Linked DNA regions of Mus musculus: regions 1, 3 and 4 are each linked to region 2. A link is a contact called in public HiChIP or PLAC-seq and promoter capture Hi-C data. All regions are on one chromosome and are shown on one strand. Each heading gives the region's core, a stretch centred on a gene start, on an enhancer-like site or on the middle of the called end of the contact. The rest is flanking DNA. Distances are from core to core; before and after follow the strand shown.

What was found. Promoter capture Hi-C pulls out the DNA fragments that hold promoters and counts their contacts. HiChIP or PLAC-seq counts read pairs in DNA pulled down with a chosen protein or histone mark.
Region 1: a contact with region 2 is called in an H3K4me3 HiChIP or PLAC-seq map of embryonic basal ganglia, with 4 times the contacts expected there. The contact joins the enhancer-like site here to the promoter of Rgs6 in region 2. A contact is called at or near these places in 6 of 39 promoter capture datasets (the HPC-7 cell line, cranial neural crest, epiblast stem cells and 3 more), 10 of 115 datasets of contacts at active chromatin or transcription factors (SST interneurons, craniofacial prominence, embryonic basal ganglia and 7 more) and 1 of 9 other capture datasets (pancreatic islet).
Region 3: an H3K4me3 HiChIP or PLAC-seq map of forebrain shows a contact between it and region 2, with 3 times the contacts expected there. The contact joins the enhancer-like site here to the promoter of Rgs6 in region 2. A contact is called at or near these places in 2 of 39 promoter capture datasets (embryonic stem cells and liver), 6 of 115 datasets of contacts at active chromatin or transcription factors (embryonic forebrain, embryonic stem cells, fibro-adipogenic progenitors and 2 more) and 3 of 9 other capture datasets (embryonic stem cells, liver and pancreatic islet).
Region 4: a contact with region 2 is called in a promoter capture Hi-C map of stem cell-derived epiblast-like cells, with 2.3 times the contacts expected there. The contact joins the enhancer-like site here to the promoter of Rgs6 in region 2. A contact is called at or near these places in 7 of 39 promoter capture datasets (the HPC-7 cell line, cranial neural crest, frontonasal cranial neural crest and 3 more), 5 of 484 Hi-C or Micro-C datasets (the HL-1 cell line, cardiomyocytes, cerebral cortex and 2 more), 11 of 115 datasets of contacts at active chromatin or transcription factors (astrocytes, craniofacial prominence, embryonic basal ganglia and 8 more) and 3 of 9 other capture datasets (adipose tissue, embryonic stem cells and liver).

Annotation. Positions count from the first base shown.
Region 1 is chr12:82,980,924-82,987,122 of GRCm38.p6, forward strand. It overlaps Rgs6 (regulator of G-protein signaling 6), which reads left to right. Exons shown (of 17, transcript NM_015812.4): 3 at 4,372-4,471. Among named protein-coding and RNA genes, the nearest start is that of Gm31308, 21 kb to the right of the region's middle. Within about 2 kb of position 4,483, at least 3 of the 459 cell types and tissues checked have an H3K27ac peak or open chromatin away from gene starts, as enhancers often do. A contact at or near this core is called in embryonic basal ganglia, where this site is marked.
Region 2 is chr12:82,615,050-82,621,405 of GRCm38.p6, forward strand. Rgs6 (regulator of G-protein signaling 6) reads left to right here and starts at 1,876. Exons shown (of 17, transcript NM_015812.4): 1 at 1,876-2,334.
Region 3 is chr12:83,042,906-83,049,340 of GRCm38.p6, forward strand. It overlaps Rgs6 (regulator of G-protein signaling 6), which reads left to right. Exons shown (of 17, transcript NM_015812.4): 4 at 4,654-4,704. Among named protein-coding and RNA genes, the nearest start is that of Gm31187, 37 kb to the right of the region's middle. Within about 2 kb of position 1,931, at least 39 of the 459 cell types and tissues checked have an H3K27ac peak or open chromatin away from gene starts, as enhancers often do. A contact at or near this core is called in forebrain and stem cell-derived neural progenitor cells, where this site is marked.
Region 4 is chr12:82,917,746-82,924,163 of GRCm38.p6, forward strand. All of the region lies in intron 2 of Rgs6 (regulator of G-protein signaling 6), which reads left to right. Among named protein-coding and RNA genes, the nearest start is that of 1700085C21Rik, 18 kb to the right of the region's middle. Within about 2 kb of position 2,621, at least 28 of the 459 cell types and tissues checked have an H3K27ac peak or open chromatin away from gene starts, as enhancers often do. A contact at or near this core is called in astrocytes and craniofacial prominence, where this site is marked.

The sequences.
Region 1 (6,199 bases), core at 3,233-5,732, 370 kb after region 2:
CATGCACACTTCACATTGTGAATCGTGATTGTCATCAGCAGCTCAAATTCCTGCCTCTGGGCTGACAAGAGGGTGTCCACAGAATCAATTTCACTCATTCGCAGACACAAGGAAAGACTAGGTCTTAAATTAAATGCAAGAGCCAAAGGAGAACTAGGTGGCTGGTTGCAAAGTCAACTTGGATAAGAAGGTCTCCATGCCAGAGGCCCAGGGCATCGGTTTGTTTATATTGTCATAATTTTTTATAAATTTGTAACTTCCTTCCTTGAGGTTATAGGCATTTTTCTTTTCAATAATTGCACTATAATTTTCCCATACTTGACATTTTTTTAATCCTCTGCTGAAGAAACACTGCATGAGATAAATAAATTAGTCCATTGGCTCATTAAATTGCACAAACAATACTAATATGGGTCCTTTGTCATTTCGGACAGGAATGTCATCCAGAAAGGCAGAGATGAGCAGGCCTGAGCTGACCAAGAAGGGCTGGTGCCAGGGGCTCTTGGGGCTACCTACATCTTTGTCTGGTTTCTGACGTCATCCACCTAGTGTAGTCTTAAAAAAAAATCAGTACTCCCCCATTCTACCCAACCCTACCTCCAACCTGTGATGCTCTCACCCCTCAGACACAGTTTTTCATTGGGCAGATCAAAGCAGCCAGCCTCTCATATTTTCAAACTGGATTATCCACTCAGTAAATGCACATATCATTGCAGAGACAGGGTAGTGACGTCCCTAAAGAAGCGGAACACTTTGAAGAAGCTGCAAACTTCTCTAAACCACAGTCCAGTCATGTGATCTCAAGGAGGCTTCCATTTCTAAAAAGATGATCACTCTTCCTCCCTTTTGCTCAGCACTAATTCAGTGAATCATGTCTATTGCTTATGTAAAAGAAATCCCAGTGGGTAGTGTAATGGCTGCTGTCATTCTGTTATTTGGAGGATCCCTGTACCTGTGCTGGGTGCTAAGCTCCTTGTAGAAGAGCACCCTTATTACTGAGGCTCACCCAGGCAGAACCAACCAAGCTGGCCAAATGATTTCTCTGCTTCACCTGGCTGTCAGATTGGGGCCACCTGCTCCTTGATTGGCACAGGGCACGTAGGGCCAAACATGTTCACTAAGACATGGGTCTTCACATCAAAGGATGTCAGGGAACTTACTGTGTTGTTCCCTGGGAACACAAGGTGTCAAAGTGAGATGAAACTGAACCGTCAGGAAAATATAAGCCAGTTTCTGTCTCCCCCATCCCCAGGGAGGTGAAGAAGGGTGGTAGCTAAGATTTCTGCTGATCTGAGAGGGCAGAAAAGTTACTATTTGATAGATTCTGATGACATACTGCATTCAGGAAGACTTGGGTAGGAATTACAGCTTTGTTACACACCAGCTCTGAGGCCTTCTGGGTCTCCATGCTGACATCTTTACTACAGAACTTTTAAGATGGAGAAACAAATTAGAAATCTGTTCAAGATATTTGACCGCACTTCTCAGTGCTTTTATAAGTTCCTAAGGCCTTCTTATAAATTCTTGGGAATTCTCCAAAACGCATGACAAGGAACTTCAGAGAGAGTGTGTTGTAGTGGGTGATGGTCCAGCATCAGGAAGAGTTGCCTTGTCTGACTCAATGGTGAAATCAGCCACCTAAACCAGGACAGTGTATGAGTGTATTAACGTAGATGGTAAGTACCGACTGTATATTGAATTTCTGCATTCTTAAAGTGGGTTGGTTCCAAAGGCACCCTAAATCTAATACATCCATTCTGATTGCCTACCAAATATCTGTTGTGGCTTTGACAATTTTTAAAAGTGCCTTCCGTCAGAGCCTTACTATATTTTGCTGTAGAGTAAACCATCCCAGGTCAGTGGCATAGACACATTGGCTTCTTCCTTCCAAATGAGCAAGGAAGCTGGGGTTGGGTTGCCTAAGATACGGGGTTACTCACTGAGAATGTCTCACATCTTTCTTGGGACATCAACTATCTAAGGTTGAGAGCTGGCGTGCACAGGCACCTGCTGAGCGCATGCCACACTATTCAGTAACAGCAGCCAGGCAAGTCTCATGACAAAATGTCAATGGCAGATTTTATTTCCACCATGAGGCCAGGGCAGGGACTACAGTGTATCAATACTGAGGCAGAGTCAGGCATTAGAACCAGCAATTCCTTCTCTATTCTTGTGATGCTGTGAACCACTCAGGATGGAATCCCCTTTACAGTCCAGTAAGGAATTGGCAGTCCTTTTGTCCTTTGTGCCTTTTTTTCTGTTTTCACTCCATAGCCTGGCTGGTCTTGAACTTGTGATGTTCTCCTCCCTACTTCTCTGGTGCTGGGATTACAGACATAAGCAACCACACCCAGCAAGACTGGTCTTTTGATCTGGCTATTACCTCTAATGAACAGTGCACTTCTTGGTATATTGTGGACCAACATAATGAGATCCGTGCATCTTTAGTAAACACGTCCTTCTGAAATTCCATCACTTGGGGAAGCAACTGGGCAGAGGAGAAAGGAGCCATGGAGAACTCCTCTGGGCAGCCAGTTCTTCCCATTTGACCCACAGTGGCAGAGACTGATTATTCTTACTGTCTAATGCCTACTCAGAAGTCTAACTGAATTGAATTATTGGCTTCCCGTCAATCCTCAAAGGTGCTTCTGGTTTTCTCACAGCAACCATCAAAGTAACCGATGCCTCTGGTTTCAAACAGCACACCAGATCAAACGCATAGATTACTTTTAAAATGTGACCATTTTTCTAGCACTAGCTCTTCTTCACCATCGATGAGTGATACTCGGCTGCTTATTTGGTTGAGTTGAGCTTAGACTTGAGCAGAAGCTGAGGCGGATAATGGAAATGGGAATTAGATTGCTTCTTAGACTATAATTAAATAGAACAGAGATGATCAGGCTGCAGGGAAAGACTCCCCTGCCTGTGAGATACTCCCTGTCATCTGAAGGGCTGGGGCCTTAGGATTCTTTCTCAGTCTCTCATTCATTCATTCATTCATTCATTCATTCATTCATGTATTTATTTAGTGATGCTTGGGATGGGATGCAGGATATTTTACATTCTAGACAAGTATTCTGCCTTGGAGCCTCATTCTTAGTCCCTCTTTCTCAGTACTTTTGCAGCAAAACCAAGAAATCTTCAGGGAAGGGTGGCTTTCACACTTGGCTGGTTTTCTGTGAATCCTGTTGTAAGGCAGAATGGCTCGGGGTTAAAAACCGGAGCCCTGGAGTCTACAACTAGATTCTAAGTTGGCTCTGCCACTGGGCATCTGTGGGACCTGGTGATGGCTGAGGGAGTTCTTAGCCTCTGCCATAGCCATTGATATTGACTACAGATGTGTAGCTCTCTGCTCCTGACAACCAGAAGATATAGTGCCTTGAGTCCTGGCTTAGATGTCTAGTTCTAATCAAAGACTTGTGAGCAAGTACATTCTGTGTGTGTTGATGAGAATGTATTCTGAATGCCTGGTAGGCGTTTTTATCATCTTAATGGTGGCAATGATATTACAGCATGTCCTAACTTTGTATCTAACAACACATCTATTGCTACCAAAGCAATTACTAGTCCCGTGTCTTTGAGAAACTCAGTTTACCCCTGAAATGCCATCATAGCATGTGGAACTAGAGGAAAGTAAGTTATAGCTTTAGGTTTCTGTCTTTAAAATTATGTGATCCCAATAAAGACTTACTCAGAGAATTTATCCCAAGATATTTCTATTGGTTATGGAATCAAAACTGTGTCAATAGTACATGCTAGCCTCTCCCCTTCTCTAGCTGTTCCACCTCCCCTAACAAAAAGATCCATATCCCTGTTACAAACGTTCCTATATCCTGTTCTGGACATTTCTGCCCAGGAAATTCCATTGGCTTGTGAATCCATGCCTACAGACATGTGTCCTTTTTAGCCGATCACTCCCCTGCTCTGTTTCTCCCAATGGAACTGCTGCTGTGCACTGTGGTCTCTGCCAAAGGAATTCCTGCCTGAACTTCCCAGTGACTGATTCGTGTTGACATTTTAGGGTGAACTTTAGGAAACTGCCATTCCTTGGAGTCAGTTCTGGTGGTTTTCTATGGTTTAAATTTACTTTGAGAAAGAGAAGAAATCTCATCACACACGATGTTCATGTTGGTATCCTATTAAGGACTCCAATCACTTCTCCCTTCCTCTGTTCACTAAGGGTTTGTTCCTACAGAACATGCTCTGATGTTCTCATGCCCAGAAGACACTGAGACTGTTGCCTGACTGACTCGGGTTTTCCCTGATGCCTGTTATTAACACTTATACACACTGGGACTATTTGATAAAGGCTTCCCTTCTTACAACTGTGCAAGAAAACAACTAACACCTCTTTTCTTCAACCTCTTTCAGATTGAGGACATCATTACAAAGATGCAAGATGACAAGACAGGGGGTGTGCCCATCAGAACAGTTAAGAGCTTTCTCTCCAAAATCCCCAGTGTCGTCACAGGTAACATATCCTTAGAAGGTGTCACTGACAACCAGAATGACTATTAAAGAGTTATGTGATTTAGACAGTGATGTGGAGGTGTCTAGGGAACGGAAGATTAACATGAAAACCTCTATGAGGATCTTGACTCGACGCCCCTCCCAGTCTCGGTTTTTAGTAAAAGCCTACACTTTGCACATCATTAAGAACCACTTTAGTGTTATGAGCCTTTCAAGCGTGTGTAGCTACTGCCTCTGGGAGTAGATGAACTGACAGGTTAGCAGTGTGGCCTGTGGCTATAAACAAATGCCGACGTGCTTATAAACATTAAGCAGGCTTCATTTTGTTGGGGCTTGTTTGTTTGCCTGTTTCACTGGGGACATGACTATACTATGTAACTCAGACTGATCTTGAAACTGTAGTCTTCATGCCTCGGTCTCCCAGTGCTGGGATAACAGGTATGTACCACCATGCCTAGCTCCATTTAAGCACATTTAAAGGAAAATTTCATGTCTTAAGAAATGCTCAAATTCTATAAAGTGCTTTTGCTAAGTTTTTAATCTACTGTGCTCCAACTCCTTTTAGAAAGGAATTTTAAAATATTGCTCTGCATCCTGTTACTTTTTTGTGGTTCAATATAGTCAAGCTTCTTTCTTCAGAAATTAAGATTTTCTTATTTTTTAATTGTGTGTACACACATGCATGCACACATAAGTAGGGGTGTCTATAAAAGCCAGAAGGAGGCATGAAGTGCCCTCCGGCTGGGGTTACTGGTGGTTGTGAGCCTCCCAGTGTGGATGTGGGAACTGAACTCAGGTCCTCAGCAAAAGCAGCATCGTACTGTCAACTGCTGAGGGGCCTTTCCAGCCCCCCTTTAAAGTCTTTGTGAAATATATTAGATATGCCTATAGTTACAAAAAAAATCATAGAGACGTCACATAGCATTTTGCTTTATAAATAACATCAACATCTTAGAGTCCTCTTGTTAAGTGCTAGTAAATTGAATTCCCCTCCCTGTTTGTTCTCTATTTTAGTTGATTAAGTCCTTGTTTTTTCTTCATAGCTTTCTTGTAGAGTGTGTATCCCTTGCTATCCAAACAAATAAGTAAATGGACTTAGGCAAAAGTTCTGGTGATCCTTTCATTTCCAAAATTTAGCTATTTGCTTTCCAAAATTCAGGAGCCATCAGAACTAGGTATTTGTCATGCACCTCGGTAGCTAAAATGAGAACTTAAAATATTCTGGTGGTGCTGGTATGGCATGGGGGAGTTGGAGCTTTGTCTTGTTGTTGATGGGAGTGTGAAATGTTGCAGCTACCCTCAATGGAGTTTGACAGTTTCTTAGCGATATAGACATTGCTTATGCCTCCTGGGTGTTTACTCACAAGATAGGAGTCTTTGTGATAGGCTTTCCCCTTTTTAGAGCAAGCTGATTTTGAACTTGCTATGTACTCCAGGCTGACCTTGAACTTTTGCCTCAACCTCCCAAGTACTAGACTTACAAATGTGTGCCATCAGACCTGAAACTAGATGCATCTAACAAAAATCTTTATGTCTTGTATTGTTGTAAGCTATATTAGGTAAAGGAGATTCCTTGGCCCAGTATATAGGCTTGAGAAAGTTGTGAGTTTGAGAAAATAGATCCAAGGATAGTGTTGGTTCGCTCTGAGTTGAGATTGGGAAGGGCATCAGATGGTTCTGTCTAGGACACAGTTTGAAATAATGGATTGAATATCTGGAGACATTTTAT
Region 2 (6,356 bases), core at 626-3,125:
CATATTGAATTACAAAACACATTACACGAGCAGGTGGACAGACTAGTTCGTTTGTTCACTTTATTTGGGTGTTCCTAGTTTCCAACCATCTGTGAATAAGTAACAAATGACTGTGTATTAGGCACTTTCTCTTCCCAGTGGCAAAATACTGGAGACAAACAATTTACAAGAAGGAAAGACTTCTTTTGGCGTCAAGTTTCAGAGATTTTTAGCCTATGGTTTTTTGGTCTTGTGCTTCAAGCTACTGTCTTGGAGGATGCTGGTAGGAGACCTGTATACTGCGTGGAGACTGAGGGAGGAGCTAGTCTCATCATACACCCTTCAGTGGGACCCCTCCATGGACCCAGCTTCCTTCTACTGGGTCCCACCTCTGACTTAAAGTGCTTACCCCTACCAATAGGGCACACACAGGGTTCCTAGGCACATCTTATCTCCAACTTACACTCACTGACCCCTTCAGACTTCAGAGTACAGTTCCTAAAAACAGGTCACTCTTAGTGTGGCTAGCACACTAGCTTTATGTGAGGAAACAACACAGACATGTCTATTTTCTTGAATCAGTATATTATAGAAATCCATGGTTATAGGTGTTATTTACAGGGGTTGGATCCTACCCAAGGCCACCTTCTGAGTTAGCAGCCTTGTCCTCGGGCCTCGCTCAATCAGAAGCCATCTTTAACAATCTGCCATTTTAGAAGAATGGATTTACATTCAGAAGAATCTATTTACCTTTAACTGATGTTCTTTGTTATTTGCATATTTATGCACAGCAGTGTTGACAAACATGCATATTGCCAAGGAAACTTTAAATTTTCACCCCCAGAGCCATAAAGATGAAGAGTCCAGATCATTCATCCCCAATGACTTGGAGTAATTTATTTATTTTTTTCTGTGATTAATACACTAAAGTATAAATTACTGATTTATTATTGGTGTTGGTAACATTGACATACATACACATCTACTGGTAACTATTTAGTACCAACCACCTTGTCCTACCTCCAACTACAGTTCCCTAAAATAATTTGAGACAGGCCTTCATGTAGTCCAGTGTGACTCACGGACTCCCTAAGTAGCCAAAGCTGGCCTCGAACTTCTGTTCTTTCTGCTTCCAGCCCCTGAGTATTACAGGTGGATACCATCTCTGTCGGGGTTTACTCAGTGCTGGGGAAAGCACTATATTAGGTGAGCTACATCTGCAACCCAGTCATAAGTCATCAAAAATCACGTTTCAGGACTCTCAGGTTAAAATGTCCATTCAAGTTACCCTTGTTCATTTGAATGTCAAAGCTTCTCTTCTTGCCCAAGGATATTGTGCATAGTTTCCCCCTTAGATTCCCTTTTGTATTGTTTCAAGATAGTATCAACCACAAAGCGCTCCCAACGCTGTGTGGTGTAAACGTTGAATAAATAAAACCACGAGATTAGCAACAATATCTCTGACGAACGCACTGGCTCATTTTAATTTAGAGGGCGCCAGCCCCACGTCAGTGAGGGATTCAAAAGCTACCGGGACAGCACCTCAGGCCAGAATCGTGAGCACCTTGGCGCCACTAAAGTTTCAGTACACGGTCATCCTGGCAGCAAGGAGAGGAGCCTTGGCTTGTTTAACACAGTCCCTCAGTTTTCTAGGTAGCTGCTCGGTTGCCTGGAATCTGCAGATTATTTTTTTCCTCGCTTGCTGCACAGGGCCTGATCCGTACCCCGGGCGGCGCCGGGACAGGTGAGCCTGGCGGCGGCGACCTAAGAACGTGCTCAGGTGTCAGGGTCCCGCTCATAGCGCGTGGCTCAGGCCAGGTGCGGGCGCCCAGGTGCGCGGCGCGAGGCTGCAGCTGCTCTGGGTCCCCGACAGCGGGCGCCGCTGCGGCAGCGGCCGAGCCGAGCGCCTGGGCTGCGCGACTCCGGGCAGCTCCTTGGCGATCGGCCCCCACCGGGTGGCCAAGAACTCCGCCCGGGGGCGCCCCGGGGTCCCTGTTGCTGCGGGCGCCGAGGGGGCGGTTCCGGTCCGGACCAGCGAGGGGCGAGGGAAACACCCCGGGAGCCCCGCGCCCTGGCACCATGAGACCCGCCGCGCCTCCTCCCGGGTCCGGAGCTGTACAGTGTGCTCGCTGAGCCCCCTGCGGTCGCCGCCTCGTAGAGTGGCACCAAGAAGGTGGAAGAGGAGGAGAAGGCGACACTCGGGAGAGCAGTGCCCGGACAGATTTGGCCGCTCCTCCACCCCCCGAGAGCTGGCGACTCCCGGGTTCCCCAGCCTTATCATGAGCCGGGCGCCAGCCGGGCTTTAGGAGAAACTGAGACGCCGGAGCGAGTCGAGACAATTCTTTGGTTGCTAAGGTAATTGTAGTTGGACAAAAAAGGGACAAGAAAAGAACCCGGAGGAAAAGGAATGGAAGCCGCACCCGCGCCCCGATCTGTGTGGCTTGCATTCCTCGGGGGTGGGCGCTTGTCCATTTCGGATGCGTGACAGGTGCGGGTGTGTGTCTGCAGTTTGGGACTGTGCAGGGCGAGCTTACGTAAGTGACTCGGCGAGCTGGCATGCGGACTTGTGTGGGATGGGTGCAGGTCTGCGTGGAAATCGCCTTCCCGGCTTTGGGGTGGGACGCGCTCCGAGCCTGGGCCTGGAGGGCGTGCGGGGCCCCGAAGGCTTTCTCTTCTTCCCAGCCATCCGCTCGGAGAGCGCAGGTGGGGGAATCTACCTCCAGCAACTTTTCCTGAGAATAAGCTCCCGATTTGTGGGTTGAAAGGGCGAGGCTCCGTGGTGAGGTGAGGACCGCAGGGGCGGGTGGTGAGGTCTGAGGCTTGGGAGTTGCTTTCACAGACGGTAGGTATAGGCTTTTCTGAGCAGGTCAGGCTGCTTAAAAAGTGTGATGAGGGAAGTGACCCAGAAAATTTAAATTTGTTCAGAGGAAAAGCTGCGGGTTTTCATTCTTTTTTAATTTGACAAAGTGGGTGCGTTTTCTCTCTCACGGAGACAGTGGCATTTCTAAGTCTGCAAATAAATTGAACATGTTTTGAATCTCGTTGGTTTGGAATTATTCTCGCAGCATCAGTGCCTGCTTAGAAACTGGACCTGTAGGTAAGTTCTGATAAAAGCCCTTTAGCAGCCCTAAAGGAAAACTTGAAAGGCAACCAGGAGGAGGTTAAAGCCCACCATTTCATCTTTTTCTCTCCAGGGAGAATGGGAGAGTAAGACCTGGGTTGGTGTTTATCAGGCTGTTAGAGGATGGGTTGCCAGTATGTGCGCGATGCGTCGAAGCCCTTTGCTGTCCGAGGATAGTACACTATAAACAAGGCTCCCACAAGTCAGTTTCACAACTAGGTAGATGGGCAATTGTGTGGAGTTGGATCTGGGCTGCCTGAAAGTTTCTGTGACTTCTATATTTATTCTTGCTCTGAACTTACTTTGCATTAGAAGGGACGTATCCCTTCAAAGTGGAGAACAGAGGGAAACAGGACAGTTCCCACAGACACACCTTTGTAAGCCAAAGCCTTTATGCACGGGTACTGCAGAGATGATAAATTGTTTGAGTTCTTTCGCTGCTAGGGCTGTTAATCTAAATCGTGTAGCTACCGAGGTGATCTTGGGCACTGTAAGCTCCAGTGTGGGGAAAGCTTCCTTCCACTAACTCCTTCCTTCCCTAAAGCAGCTGTAGAGTTTAGAAATGTCAGCTGTCGGGAGGTATTCCGGTGAAGGTGTTTTTCTTTCCATAGTCTTAACTTTGCTCTTCATTCACCTTCTGAAATTTCAGTTAACATTCACTGAGCTTATTCTGCTGAGAGACTTTCAGTAAAACGTTTTTCTTTGAAGCTATCAATTCGTCACATCAAATCTGACAGGAAAAGGATGCCTGTGTGGCTTCGAGGTCTCTTTAAATGAGACTTATTTGTTTATTTATGATTTATGAAATCAGATAACCAACATAATTTTTTTTTCTAAATCAGCAAACACTTATGGGGAAAAAGACTCATTGGGCAATGGAATTTGCCAGTAAATTTCAAGATCTTACTGTCCCACATGAATGGACGTGTGTGTGTGTGTGTGTGTGTGTGTGTGTGTGTGTGTGTGTGTGTGAAGGCAAGATCATTCTGATCCCTTTGTTTCTGGTTTTCTCTCATATGTTTTTATTCTCTGAGGTCCTGCACATTCCAGGGGTTAAACATGGAGATAAAAGAGAGAAGCTGTCTACCACATTTTTTTTTCTTTTTCTTTTCAAAAGGGATGCTCTCAGAGGGCTCAATACTGGGATTAATTTTTTTCCTTTAGCTCCCCAGCTAGTCTTAATTCTTGGTGCTTTGAACCTCAGTATGCATTTAACCTCCTTGTTTATTTTCAGGGCGTCTGGGAGAATTCATTTAATGAAGTTCATCTTCATTGTAACATATGGTGCCATATAAATAATTACTCTAATACTATCTGTCCTGCCATATAGAAAGGAATAGAAATACAAAATAAACCTTTCCGCAGAATGATATGGGTAGAAAATGGTCAAAAGCAAAAACAAAAAACAAAACAGTTTTACTTTCCCCTCGTGATTAGAGACGTATCATTCACCTATTGGAAACAATTTGGGGAAAAGAAAGACTCTCTGCAATGTCCCACAGACGCTGACACAGCTGTTGCCATACATTCCTCCAGGTGTTAAGCTTGGTAAGTCTTCATGGGGCCCCCCTCTCTTACCTCTGGATTTTCAAATCTCATAAATTGAAGTTCTGTCTTGTCGAATGCTTGGGAAAGAATTGCTAATATCTTAGGTGATTTCAGTAGGATCAGGCTGCAGTGTTCATTTTCGGTCCTTATTTTCAAACATAGTCCTCTATCCTTTGGAAGGCAGAGTTCGAGCTTCCAGCTGAAAGGAACTGGGACTGGGGAGGAGCTGGGATGGGGCGCCCCACCCTTTCCAACGTGGGCCGCTATTCAGGTGGGAGACCTGAGTTGTGGCTGCAGTTTGTCTGTAACTCTTCTGGAAGGGCAGGGACTTTCAGATTTAGCTCAATGAGTTTATGACCTGTGTGTTGCTTTGACTTTCGATGAGAATGGTCTGTTTGAAGAGGTTCTGGCTCACTCCGCCCGGAGTTAGCCTGTGAATTTACACTTTCAACAAATCTCTGACTCCGCTGACTATATGAGACCAATAACCCTTTTGGAGCCAAAGTCTTCCCATTCCTGTAAGCAACCAGGTTCCCCGGTACTTACCTGTCAACAACTTTGTTTCCAGCCAGTTCGTCAGGAAATGCTGGTTCAATCAATATCAGTTTTCTCTATAGGAGGTAAATTTTCCAAACTAGTCAAGATAAAAAAGAGACACCCAGAACTTGGTACTGTGGAGTTTGTAGTAAGAGTAATTATTAGTCATGTAACCCAGTTCTTCAAACAGCAGGGAAGGGAAGGCTGCTTACACATAGGCAATTAAATTGAACAGTAACCTTAATGACTTGCATTAAATAACTAGGAATAGGGGCCCAAGACATTGTAAACCACGAACCGAATGCCTCCCAGTTGCATTCTGGGGTCCTGTAAGAGGCAAGTCTTTGCTACCACATGGCAGTTGGCCCTCCGTATCTGCAGGATCCTTATCTGCCCATCCAACCAACTGCTGATCAAAACTTCAGAAAAAGATGTATTTGTGCTGAACACATACAAACCCTGCCCCCATTTATCATTCCCGTGGTGGTTAGTTTTAACTGTCAATGTGGCACAGCCTGGATCTACCTGAAAAGAGAGTCCTGATAAAGGATTCTTTAGATCGGGTTGGTCATGGATACGTCTGTGGAAGATTGTCTTTGTTGTCTTTATTGATGGGGAGGAGCCAGCCTGGAAGTGAGTGGCACCATTCCCAAGTTTTGGGCACTGGACTTTATTGGAGGAGGAGAAACTAAGTAAGCATTAAGCAGGCAGACACTTGTTTTTTCTGCTCTTCATTATGGGTGTGCTGGGACCAGCTTCATTAAGCTCTTGTCCATGGCTTCCCCACAAGGATGAACCTGAAACTGTGAGCCAAAACAGACCCCTTCATTCTCTCTCTCTCTCTCCCTCTCTCTCTCTCTCTCTCTCTCACACACACACACACACACACGAATATATATCCATATATATATAATATCTATCTATCTATCTATCTATCTATCTATCTATCTATCTATCTATCTATCTTCCAGGTATTTTATCACAGTAGCACAAATGAAACATTTCCTATCCTATATGGTTTAGGTACTATCTGTATAATATTTGCATTGTACTAATTATTGTAACTAACCTAGAGATGACTTAATGAATGTAAAGGAATACTTGAAGATTAGATGTAAAGGAATTTTCAGGGTTTTATGGGGGGTGTGTCCTGGATTCATTCCCTATGGAT
Region 3 (6,435 bases), core at 681-3,180, 430 kb after region 2:
GACTTCCTTTAGTGATAAACAGCAAGGTGGAAGTGTAAGCTGAATAAACCATTTCCTCCACAACTTGCTTCTTGGTCATGATGTGTGTGCAGGAATAGAAACCCTGGCTAGGACAGTATTCTTGGTTGATGTGGTATTTTCCAATCAGAATAGTAGTTCAATAAATATTTATTGCATGAATGAGTCATGGTTTACTTCCTTTCTTGTTAGAAGAATTTTATACTGATGCCCTTTCAATAAATATGTTTATATGTAAAAGATACAGTAGAAAGGCATACTACAGCACACATGAAGCACAGCATGTAACTGCTGGTCATAAACATATTCTTACATACAGGGATACAGTACGCAAGCAGTGGAAGGTTCTTGAGTACTCTGGTGTAATGCATATTCCTGTATTGTGAGTTGTTAAATTACTTTTAGTGGTGCTGGAGTGATGGCTCAGTTGCTAAGGTGTTTGTCACACAAGTGTGAGACATGAGTTCAGATCTCTAGAACCCACTTAAAGCTGGGTATGACCATGAGCCTATAATTCCTGTACTGGGAAAACAGACATAGGTAGATTCCTGTAGCTCACTGGACAGACAGACAGACAGACAGCGTAGCTGAGTAGATGAGCTCCAGATTCAATAAGAAACCTTACTTTTCAGGAGGCAGAAGAAGACGAATCTCCAAGTTTGAGGTCAGCCTGGTCTACAGAGTGAGTTCCAGGACAGCCAGGGCTACACAGAGAAATCCTGTCTCAGAGAGAGAGACAGAGACAGAAACAGAGACAGAGAGAGAGAGAGGCCCTGTCTCAAGAATGACGTAAAGAGTAGCTGAAGGAGGTGTGTGCATTCATCTCTGACATACAAATGCATGTGTAAAATACTTGTACACGCACCCACATAGCATGTACATAACACAGAAAGAGAGAGAGAGAGAGATGCAATTGGCCTCAGGAAGACAGCTTCTAGGTCAGTGTCTTGGGCTCTAGGGAACAGAGTAACTCCGCTGTGTGTGTTACACTGTGCCGTGTTATCAGTCTGTAAGTCCCTGCAGGGCGTCTTACAAAGGTAAGCTCTAAAAACCAACAGTGGAAACAGAAGGCAGCAGTTATTTTCCGATGAAACAGAAATGAATCTTCTTCAAATTCTTTTGTGGAGAGAAAGGAAAGGACAGTCGCTGGAGTTGGTGGAGAGAGAGGAAAAATTAAAAGCAAATGCTTGCTCCCGTTGCTGTGTGGACTGTTCCCATCTGGCTATAACATGCCTAGTTGGAGCACTTTCATAATATTATGACATATTTGCCTTTCCTGCTTATTGTGGGGCTGAACCACAGTGGTTCATTTCCAGCCCCAAAGCTGGGGTAGGCCATTTGTGGATCAGTCAGTCCTTAGAAGCAGGAAATAGCACTCCTAAAAAGCAGTGAGGGGGAAGCGGACCCATCCCTAAGCATCCTCCAGCATGCTTGCCGCAGGCCACAGAATGGTACCCACTGTGTGTGAGAGACAGTGACGGAACAGCAGATAAAGTATCCTTACCCAGGATAGCCAAGAATAGCAGCTTAATCCCCACATGGCAACTGCCAGTGTCACTATACCAGGACACAAAACCCAGCTCTGTGGTCCCCAAAGTGTTAGTGGGAGGAGAAAAGTGCTTAATTGCTATCCTTTAGCTCAGTGAAGGTGACCAGGGTTTGGTAGAGCCAGAGAAAAATTGGACCAGAAACTGAGTGCCAAAGAGGGTTAGAAATCCAGACAATGGGCCTGGGGCCTGGGGAGGGTGGGTAGGAGAGCAGGGAAGGAGTTTCAATGTGAATGAATACTAATTAGTGACATGGATATTAATGATGACAGTAATTAACAGGGGAAAGGAAGGGCTGTCATTGTCCCAGAGTGAGCAATCAATCTTGGCAGGTGATAAATAATGGCTGAGCAAGCTCAGCGGAAAGATAATCCACAGGCCCCGGGGAGAGTCGGAGTGATCCTGGAAGCCTCTCGGTTTCCAGGCAACCCACAGAAAAGAACTATTTTTCTTTAAGGAAAAAAAAAAAAAAAAGAACAGGTTAGTGTCTCTCCCCCACCCCCAGTTTGGGATTACAGTTCTTAGCTGATGTCTGTTTTGTTCTGCATTTCCTAGAACAAATAACAGAACTTCTGCGATGTGGGGGGAAAATGAGCATGCGCACACACGTACCCACGGAGGTACAAGTGAACGCCCTCTCAAAGGATGGGAACGGATTGAAGTGTTTTTACATCCAGTTTCGGCTCATAGATGTGGTCCGGAAGCTCGGGTGGGAAGCTTCCTAGTCTTGCCTTAGAGGCTGACATGTGAGGAAATGGAATTGTCAATGAGGGCTGACCCCAGGCAAAGCCCATGAGGACAAGGGTAAAGCCCTGGCAGCGCCAAGGCACTGGCATTGAGCCACACAGAAATCAGACACCAAAGGTCCAGGCTGTCCCGCCATCAGAGATCTCACTTCTAGTCTAATGATCAAATGTCTGAAATTTTTGATTCTCAAAAAAAGAGTGTCTCAGTAAATTCCTCTGTTGGATCTCATTCACCTGTCTGGGAAGCTAGCCAGGCAGCGATTAGCCTGCTAATCTAATCTACCCTCCCCTGCCTGCTTTCCCTCACACACACACACACACACACACACACACACACACACACACACACACACACACACACCAGGGTTTCAGACCTGCTCTCGACTCAGATCTGGAAATATTGTTCCTTTGAACCCATTTTCTATCAAAGTATGATAAAGCCATGTTTAGAGGTCTGTGTAAAATGAAATCTTCGGGTGACATGGTGGGTAGATCAGATATTTGGAATCTTGCAGATATTGGGTTCCTGCATGCCTGTGATGTACCTGGAGGCCTGGATCCTAAAATCCTGACTATAGAGGCAAACGAATGAGAACCAACACAGAGATATCAGTACCCAAAAGCTGGGTCAGGTGGGGCTGTGTGTACTCTGATGGAGCTGCACTGACCACCCTGGCGACCCAGATCCTCTCTCTCTCTGTGTTTGTTACGTATCGCCCAGGGAGCAGTGATAGCTAGTCTCGGTAAGAGATCTCTGTAAGGGACTGTCTCCATCTGTAAACTCCTAAGAAAGGAAGTTTAGACCTGGACCGCCCCCTCCCCACAAAGAAGACTTTGCTGTGCTTCTGAGCCTCGTCAGGAAGAAGGCTTTCCCAGCTCCACAGAATTGAGCTACTGGGGACCTTGGCACATCAATAATACACACTCCCTCAGGGATTCCCCTGCTCTCTACACACTCCTGTGTGAGCTAAGCTGCTCTTGGTTCTAGGTGCATCTTTTTAAAGGAAGATAGTAAAAGGGAGTTTGTTCAGGGACTGTGGCCCATGGCAAGGGGCTCCAGACCAAACCATGGGATGAATGCAGGTCTGCCACACTGGAACACTGATGACTGATCGGAGGACTGACCAAAATCTGACAGGATGGTCTCAGAGTAATGAGGTCTGGGTTCAGGTTCACTGTTCTGTCACCAGAAGACAAAACCAAGAGGAAGAATTTCTGTTCAAGCGTGACTTACCCTAGAGCACACTGCCGGGCAGGGAGTTCGTGAGTCCCTAAGAACTGGGCTTATTCCAAACACAGATAATGCCTCTCACGAGGACCCCAAAGAGTCCTACATTTTCATGGTGAGATCCACGACCCCATCCATACTGTGTGTCTGTTTCACTCAGTCTCCCAGAGAACTAAGGGAAGGGTCTGGGAGGTGTGCATGGCCCACACAGGAGTTTTCACAGGCCAGATCAGGACGTGGTATAGGTCATTCTACCCACGCCTATAATTAGTATAGTAGGTTCACAGCCTTCTTCAGGGGTGGGGGTTGGATATGTAAGGTAGCTGGGGCCCGAAGCAAAATGGAGACGCTGCGAGTGAAGACTCCGAAGTGTCTACTGCAGACCCAGAGGCATGTTGATTCAGAATGGACTCACAGCTGAAATGAATGGGTTTTTCAAGAACCTTGAAGTCTCCTGAGCTGGTTAGCCCTTGTCGGTAGGCATGATGCCAAGGACGAAATGTTCTGGGAGCAGGCATACTCAGGTCTTGCCAGCCTGTCTTGGGGAAACCACTGAAATCCATGTCCTCAGTAAGTTTCTGACGGATGCTCCCTAGAAATGCAGATAAAACTGAGACCTCAGAAGTGAATTTGGATTTTTCGTTTTGGTTTGTTTGGTTGGTTTGATCGGTAGGTTTTTATTTTTTCTTCCTTTCTTTTTCCTGTTTGTTTTTCTTCCTTTCTTGTAAAAAGATTGGAATATAGGGAGTGCAGCTCAACTGGTTGCCTAGAATGCATGAAGCCCTGTGTTTGAGCCCCAGGACTGTAGAAACTAGGCACGGTGGTGCAAGACTGGGATCTCAGCATCCTCGTCTGTATAGAAAATTCAAGGCCAGCCTGGGATGCACCAAAGCCTTGTCCATTAAAGAAGGAAGAAAAGGAGGGATAACAATGATTGCATCATAACCGTGGAAATGTTCCAGTGGATAGGAAAGGCTGGGTACCATGGGAAAGTATCAATACTGTGCATCTCTTGGACTATGTGCTGCTGGGCTTAGGATAGCTTAGGACTCTGGTGAAGACGTTACATCTGCTACCAATGAGATCTTCAACTGTGATTGCTTTGTCCTTGCAGGTACTGACATTGTACAGTGGCTTATGAAGAACCTTTCCATTGAGGACCCAGGTACTTGACCCTTGACCTTTACCTTGGCCTTTACCTTGACCCTTGACCTTGCCTTTACCTGCCCTGGTGTTGGTACACATGCCATAGCCAACTTCTCCAAGGGGCTCCTACAGTCTTGAAAAGAAGGCTTATCATTGTGGGGTCCAGGATGTGGGATCATTGTATTTGCAGATAGAAGTCGTTCATTTTCTCCACTGAATGCCTATCATCACGTTAAAAAAAAAAATCACCCTTTGAGGAAGTGAGCCACTATTTAGAATGCCAAAGAGCTCATCACAATAGCGTGGGAAATGAGATGAATTCTCTCGTTAGCCGTAGCAATTAAAGATAAGTTGTAGCCCTGTCACCGAGCAGCCTTCTAGAAGCAGCTCTTAAAATTAGATTGTCTGATCCACAATTAAGATGTTTAATTATTTGCTAAAACTCCTTCTGTTTTCCGCTCCTGCAAGAAGTGAGGAAGTGATTTTTTTTCAACTCTAATTGTGCATTTCAACCAGGCAAAGCCCACCAGAAAGAAAAGAAAAAAAAAAAGGCAAAACTCTGATCAATGAGACGGTTCCCACAGCTGCCCTTCCATCAGAAAATATTCAGAAAAAATGTCTAATTTACAGTCTAATTAGAAAATGGGGGAGATGCCTCCAGGAAAAAAAAAAGAAACTTCTAAGCAGCTAAAGTTGCTTTTCATCAGTGTGCTGCAAGTCTAGGGTTTGTTTTCTGCATTCGGCACACATTCACTTGTCTGGTTTCACTGGTGTTATGAACACTCAAAGATCACACTTACAGTTATCTACTCTGGGGTTCCCATTAGTGCCAAGTGAACCCAGGGCCTGTTCTTATTGGGCGAGCATTCTACCACTGAGCTACATAGACCCAGCCCTCTCCTCTGATGTTCTTAATGACCCTCCTCGGAGGACAAAGTTAACGCAAGTTAAGTGAACCCCAATCTCCGTGCTTTCTGAGAATTTACAGCAAGTGCTCACACCAAATGTCAGGCCTCTGATTCTGATTCTCTGTTGAAATCAATATGCCACCCCAGCCTTGCGTTTTCACCTGACTTTGTTAATCTACGGTTGAGTGGATAACAATGCAATTTCAAGTAATTCAATTAAATGAAGTTGATGGAAACAAGCGAGTGGTTGTCGGAAGTAACCCTGGCCCTTTTCATGCCCTGGATCGGTGGCCACTCTGGCAACTCACAAAAATTCTTAATTTGAGTGAAGTTTTTAGCTCACAAGGAAAAGAAGCACAGGCACTATGCCGGTTAGTAGCTAGACCCCTTGGTATCTCCTTCCCTTGGTGTTTCCATCAGACAGTCTGGGCTTCTGGTTGCTCATCTGTGCAACCAGCCTGGATAGGCATCTAGCTATTTGGGGACATTCATCTGAAGTCCCCGCTTCTTTTTACTGTCATGCTAACCTAAGGCCATTTCTCATAGTAGAATTTTCTAAGAGCACTTCCTTGCCCTTCTGAAGGAATTATTGTATTCATTGTTATTATCATTATTAATATTCTGAGAACTCTAACCCAGCTAATTTAATAAGTGAGACTCCTGTGGCCCTGGTATGAGTAATGGCTGATGAGGGTCCAGACTGATGAAGGTCACGTCAACAAAGGTCTGCTCTTCTCTGACACCTTTGGGAGGACCTCGAGATGTTGGGCCAGGTTTGGGCTTCTGAGAATTGGCCAGGAGGGAGATGCTAAAACAATTTTCCAGATGGTAATAGAAGAGGA
Region 4 (6,418 bases), core at 1,371-3,870, 300 kb after region 2:
TATTTATGCCTGTATAAGAGTTGCCCTTTTCCACAACCCCTGTTCCTTCTCTTGGGTCTGGTCAGTTGCTTTTCTGTGTAATATGCTACCCAACAACCTTAGATTATTGTACAGTGTGAGCTTTACTCAGTTCTTTATGCTCAAAGAAGGATACGAAGGAGAACCTTCCATGTCTCAAGATTGTAACTCTCAGGGAACCTGCAAGACAGAAGGCAGAATGCTTGTGCCACTCGGGGAACATCCTGTTCCTGCCAGTAGAGCTTTGGACCTCACGAAATCAGAGGCATGAAGGGAAAATTCCCTGCTCCATCTGACGGGAGGGACTGACAATAGACACATGAACAGAAGACAAGATACACAAATGTATGAACATTCTGTTGGTCACACCCTGTGTGTAACCTACCAATAGCTCAATGAAGTTGAAATGCTTATGAGTTGAGAAATACAGGCTATTGTGAGGCATCATCGGTGATTGTTAGGGATAAGGAATGGGCCTGGGAAACAGAGAGGAACTTGCAGAATCATCCTTGGAATTTGAATGAACCTAAAAGAAGAGTCTATCCAGGTGTGCCACATCCCTAGGTCTTTTATTCTGTAGGTAATGAGTTTTCAGAGAAGTGAGGGAAGGTCATTAAGTTCTATTTGTGGGATACAGGTCTTAAATCCACAAGGTGTCCTGTGCCTGCAAGAGTGGAAGTTGACCCAGGGGAGAAAGAAATGGGAAACTGAGGTGGTATCAAAGAGGCATATCAAGGGCTGCCTGAAGTTTTCTGAGTCCCAACAAGGTCTGGGTTCCTCAGCATCTTAGCAGTGGTTCTCAGCGTGTGCTCTTCCTAGAATCATGTATAAAGACATGTATCATAAAGTGTTGTAGGCTAGTATCACAGATGAGGCTGTATACAGATCAAGATACATATTTATAGAGGATATTAGTCTGGTTTGGGATACTATAACAACTGCCTTGGATAATTAGCTTATAAAAAGGAGTTCTTATGGCTCACAGTCTCAGAGGCTACAGTCAATGTCTGGTTGGCTACGATGCTTTTGGGCTTATGTTAAAATAATAAGCCATTGTGGCAATGTAAAATAAAACTGTTCACTAATATCCTAGACAGAAAGACAGAAAGAGGAAAATTCTGGGTCCCCAGGATACCCTTCAAGCTCATATAGATAATGACTAGAGGACTTCCTACTAGATTCTACCTCTTAAAGATTCTTCTCCCTCCTAGAAATGTCATGAGAGGACATTTATCTGAACTATAAGATCCTTAAAGAGGACAACTGCCTCTTTAAGGCACTCAGTGGAAGACCTGGGGTGGGTAGAGAAGGAAGGAGGAGGAGGAAGAGAGAGAGGTTGGGGGAGAAGGGGGAGAGAGGGAGGAGAGAGAGAGAGGAGTAAGCATCTTTATCTGAAGAAAAGGGTAAAAATAGTAGGCAGATTTATGGCTGGTCAACTTGAATAGATTATCTGATGGTTGGCCACAGGGTAATCACAGTAACAACACAATGGTCCAAAGTGGTTAAAGAAAAGAGGTTGGGAGTATAGATTTAACTTATTACTCAATCAATTATTACTGATTGGTTCTGGGAATTAGGGCCAAAGTAATGCCTCCCCAACACTATTGCTAAGATAATATACCAAAATTCCAGGAGTCATACAGCTACCAAATTCCATTATTGATGATCTGCTATGTTTGGTAAGAGTGACTTTAGCAACATTCAAGTTATTTTAGTTTTAAATTTTAAATGATCAAAGTAACCCCTTGATCTTCAGTTTTAGAAATTCTAATGAAAAGTTAGTGACTGCAGGCAATTGTTAACTTACTCCTGTGGGCATTGGATCAAGGCTTATCCAGTATCTCCGAGGGCTATGGACACACCCACAATCATGCCATTGGATGGCCAGCACCTCCCAGAGGAGTGTTCAGAATTCTCTTAAAACCCTTTCATCTTTAGTAGTGTTAAAAGATACTCAGGAATCCAGTATTTGCAGGCACTACGGGTTTGCTTTGTACTAATGATGTTGTGATGACCCAAGTAGATGGTCATCTAGACATTTATAATATTAACAATATGTCCTGACAAGGGTTGAGCCAAGTCCTATACAATGCTTAGATTCTTCAGAGCCACTTCATAGCATTTCCCCTGCCCATTTTGGGTCCTACTGATTCGCTCCAAAATGAGACAATAGCTGGGCAGCCTTGAAGTGTAATCCTTAAGATGGGGGATAAAGGGCAAGGTGAACTTCACTGTGACTCTAGACAAAGGCCAGCACACCCAAGAACATCCCACAGACCCTGTTTGTCACCCAACAGAGTGCTGCATCTAGGAGGCCTGCTTGGGAAAGGGGGAGGGACACTTCTGCCACTAGAGCAAGCTTGAAACCCTGTGGCTTCAACATTATTTATGGGGAAAGAAACTAAGAATAAGAACAATACTGAGTCTGAACAACAAATTCCTTAAGACCTAGGAACATCTTGTGCTCATATACTGTTATAATTTAATCCAAATAGGTTGGAGCGGCATAATTCAATCTGAGGCAAAGAACGGCTTTGTACACAGCTGAATCATTTTAGAGCTCTCTGGAGATTTGATTACAGAAAAATTCAAAGAATTTCTTTGTGCTCTCCCACCCTCACAGAGCTGCCCCAAGGCCTGAATTTGAGAGTCTCTGTTACAGAGAGGCACTCCTCCTCAGACAAGCTAAAATGCACCCCATGTCTTCATGGGGCACACTTAAATCAGGGCTCATATATTGTATCTCATCAAATTCCCTGGCTCAGTTCTCTAACTGGGGTGACAATTCAAAGACCAGGCAGTTCATTTATGTTACAAGAATGCCAGATTTTAATGTCTTCCAAAGGGGTGTTCTTTGTCTTCTCTAAGGGGGTGTCACTTTGTATTGTGTTCTAGGGAATTAAGCCACTTCACAATTCAGTAGCCATGAGAAACACCTCCTCCAATGTCTACAGGAGCAAGCCTGGGAGGTATCTGAGTTTCAGATTTCTGCTGTACATATCATTTTTGCTTTGTTTTAGTTCTGTGTGTATATATGCACATGTGTGTGCATGTTTCCATTTGCGGATATAGGTACCAGCGTGGGAGAGAGGCCTCAGTGTTGTTCCTTGGGAGCTAGCCAGTCACTTTGTATTGTTTAAACACTGGTCTAGAGTTTTCTGAATAGGCTGGCCAGAAAGCACTAGGGAATTAGCTGTCCCTACCTCCCCAGTGCTGGGATAGTAAACCCAGCTCACGTATTGTTTTTATTAATACTTAAGGGGATCTTGATTTGAAGTTAGAAGAGAGAGGTTGGGTCTTCATGCTTATTAACTATCAGGTTAGCCTTATGGATTTATCCATCCATCAGATAGGGCGAAGAAGATCTCTTTCATGGAGATGACTGTAAAGATCACTTATCCTCAACTTGGTGTCATGGGGGACTCTAAGGAGACTCATGTGTTTGTATGAACAACATGGAGATGACATACATTAAGAGACATTAGGAGGAGGTGGGGGTGGCGGCATAGACCAGGAGGTGTGCCCTGGTGCAGATGTGTGGGTGGGCAGGCGCCAGATGTTCTTCTGTGCTTCCTAGCTGCTATACTGATGGCATCCTTATCACCGCCCTTAATTGCATTGTTGGTGAGATCAACTACAGACTGGGAACAGGGGAAACAATCTCAGTGCCTCAGCTGAAAGACTGTTCTCAAGGTCTGCAGAGACCAGACTGAGTGTAGTGCAGCCAATAATGCCTGCTGTGCAAACGGGGAACGGGAACGGCACCTGCCAGCATATGTAGGCGGCTTGTTTGATTTTGTTTTGGCTTGATATCGGAAAAATTTTGATTAAATATATTTTAGAAATCAGATTTCACAATAAATACATTCTTAAACCTCCTTTAAAAATCAGATAAATATTGGCACTGAGTGGCCGTTGTTGCAGCTCCTTTTTAATGTGGCATGTGATTCGAGGTTTGCCACAGTCCCCTTCATTCCCTACTGCCTTACCTCCTGCACTGTTTATTCCACTAGGAAATTTGGCATCTGATATCTGGAGTGCTATGTAAAACCCCTTATGGTGCGTTCAGCGAACACGCGATAAACCTGATTCGAGGGGGTTGATTTGGAGAACACGTGGGAGAAGGCTGACATATGGTACGCGTAGAGTATGGTTGCTGCTAATAATGCTGTGAAATCAGGTCAGGGTTGGGAGGAACGCTCACTGACCAGGTGTGTCAGGTAGCAGAGTAAAGCGCCTCAGCAGGCATGCGCATGCGCACTCCTCCAGCTTACCCAGACCGTCTCATTCTAGCTTCTCTTTAGTCGTGGAAAAATTTTAATATTTCCTTTAAGGTTTCACATAGCTGAATATTTTAATCAGAATATCGTAGCAAAATGGTATCATAGCAAAAGTATGACTTAGGTATCCCAGTAAGTGCCAACAGAATGATCAGAGTATTCCATCATGTTTTACTGTTATCAGAGTATTAGCATCATCATTACTGTTACTGTGAAGTCTATAGTATTGGAGGGATTGGTTTTATTTTAGCTTTTGTATTTTTTTTAAAAGCCGGGTTCTCGCTATATAGTCCAGGATAACCTGTTATTCACGTTATTACCCATACTTGGACCTCGCAGTCCTCCTGCTTCACCCTCCCAATCGCAAAGTTGATATACCAGGCTTCTTTAAGTTGGTATTTTTGTCGAGGTTTGTTTCTCACTATGGTGAGATGTCTTTAACAGCAAACTGCTAATTTTTAGAAACACAACTGAGGTGAGGATGCTGATTGGGCTTTCCCAATTATAAGAAAAAAAAAATAGATACCCAAACCTAAACATGGCTGCGACTTCCCTGGTGTCCTAACGTGCGGTGCTAGGGGCTTGAGGGATGCTTCACAGGTTGAGTGCTTATTGTTCTTGAGGGAGGCCAGGTTGGGTTCCCAGCTATCCACATGAGGCAGCTCACAACTACCTATAACTACACATACACAAACACACACACACACACACACACACACACACACACACATGCACACATAGATCTTTAAAATGTAGTGCTAGATAGAAAAGGGTATTTAATGAAAGGCATTGAAGGTACCCAGTGACTGGTACTCCACTGAAGATCCAGCCTACACTTAGAGATGACTGTTGATTCAGTAAACTCCTCTAGAGTACTCAGGACATTTCTCCTCCCTAAACTTTGAGGAATAGAAGGAAGGCACTCCTCGCCTGGCATTGCAACAGGAATGAAAGACTCTAATCTAGAGGCTTGGGTTATGGTCACAACAGGAGCTGGCATGTCGCCATCCTGTTGAATGGTTGCTATATGGTCTCTAGGCCATCAGAGATGATAAGAAAGATGAGTTCAGAGGATGTGAATATGGACCCAGGTCCCAGGTGCCTGCTCCCAATATAGAGGATTCCATGAGTACCAAGTAGCTGAATGAATTCATGAAAGCGAGACAAATAAGGTGTTCAGCAGTCAGCAAACTCAACTTTCACCATTTGGCAGAGGCGTGCATATTCTCATTGAACTGTGAAACATAAGGAAGGGCATATTTGGAGCAATTATTGTTGGTTCCCTGCCCAGTGGAAAAAGTGGCTGCTTGGGATGAAGTGAACCTAGCTATGAGGACAGGGAAATGTGTGCTAATGTAGGGGAGAGAGAAGAGAGAGAGAGTGAGAGAGAGTGAGAGAGAGAGTCAAACCTAAAAATGTACCCAGTGAAGGTTCAGATATGGGCCTAGTCCCCTGGCACAGACAACCTTGATATGGGGGGAGGGGGGAGAGATGCAGATTGCAAGATGATATAAAAAAGATATTCAACCACTAATCCATTATGCCATTTCTTCTGTCGACCTATGGAGGAGCCAGAGCACTGGGAGATGGAGAGAAAATATGGAAGAAGTACGGTGTAAAGCAAAGACTGGGGGGTCCCCTCCCACTATAGGCCATGCATGAGCAGACAAGGGCAGATGCTTTGAGTTGGGTGGTAGATGGCTAAGGGTCAGCTACATTGGCCACAGCTGGATCCAGGGGTCTCTGTTACCCATGAGCTCTCCCAATGATGGTGGTCTGTAGCTCCAATCTGGCATGGTGTCAGCATTCACAGCTTTAACAGACTCTCTCCTAAGGCAGCTCTGATTGTCCCAACTGGCATGGGGGATACATGGCCACCTGGACCCAGGCCCTGGGAGACCAGCTTTCCAAGGAAAGCCAACAGCGCGTGGCCTGTCTGTAATCTCTCCTTACTCGTTTGCTTCTTATTTGTTTAATTGTGCAGAAGACGTTTAGGTTTATTCATTTTGTCATAGGCTAGGATGTTCAAGTTAATGTCACTAGAACTTGTAAAAAAAAAAAATCAAATGGTGTCACATTGACTTCACAAGGGTTGCGCTGTGGACTCTTTAGATAAGCAA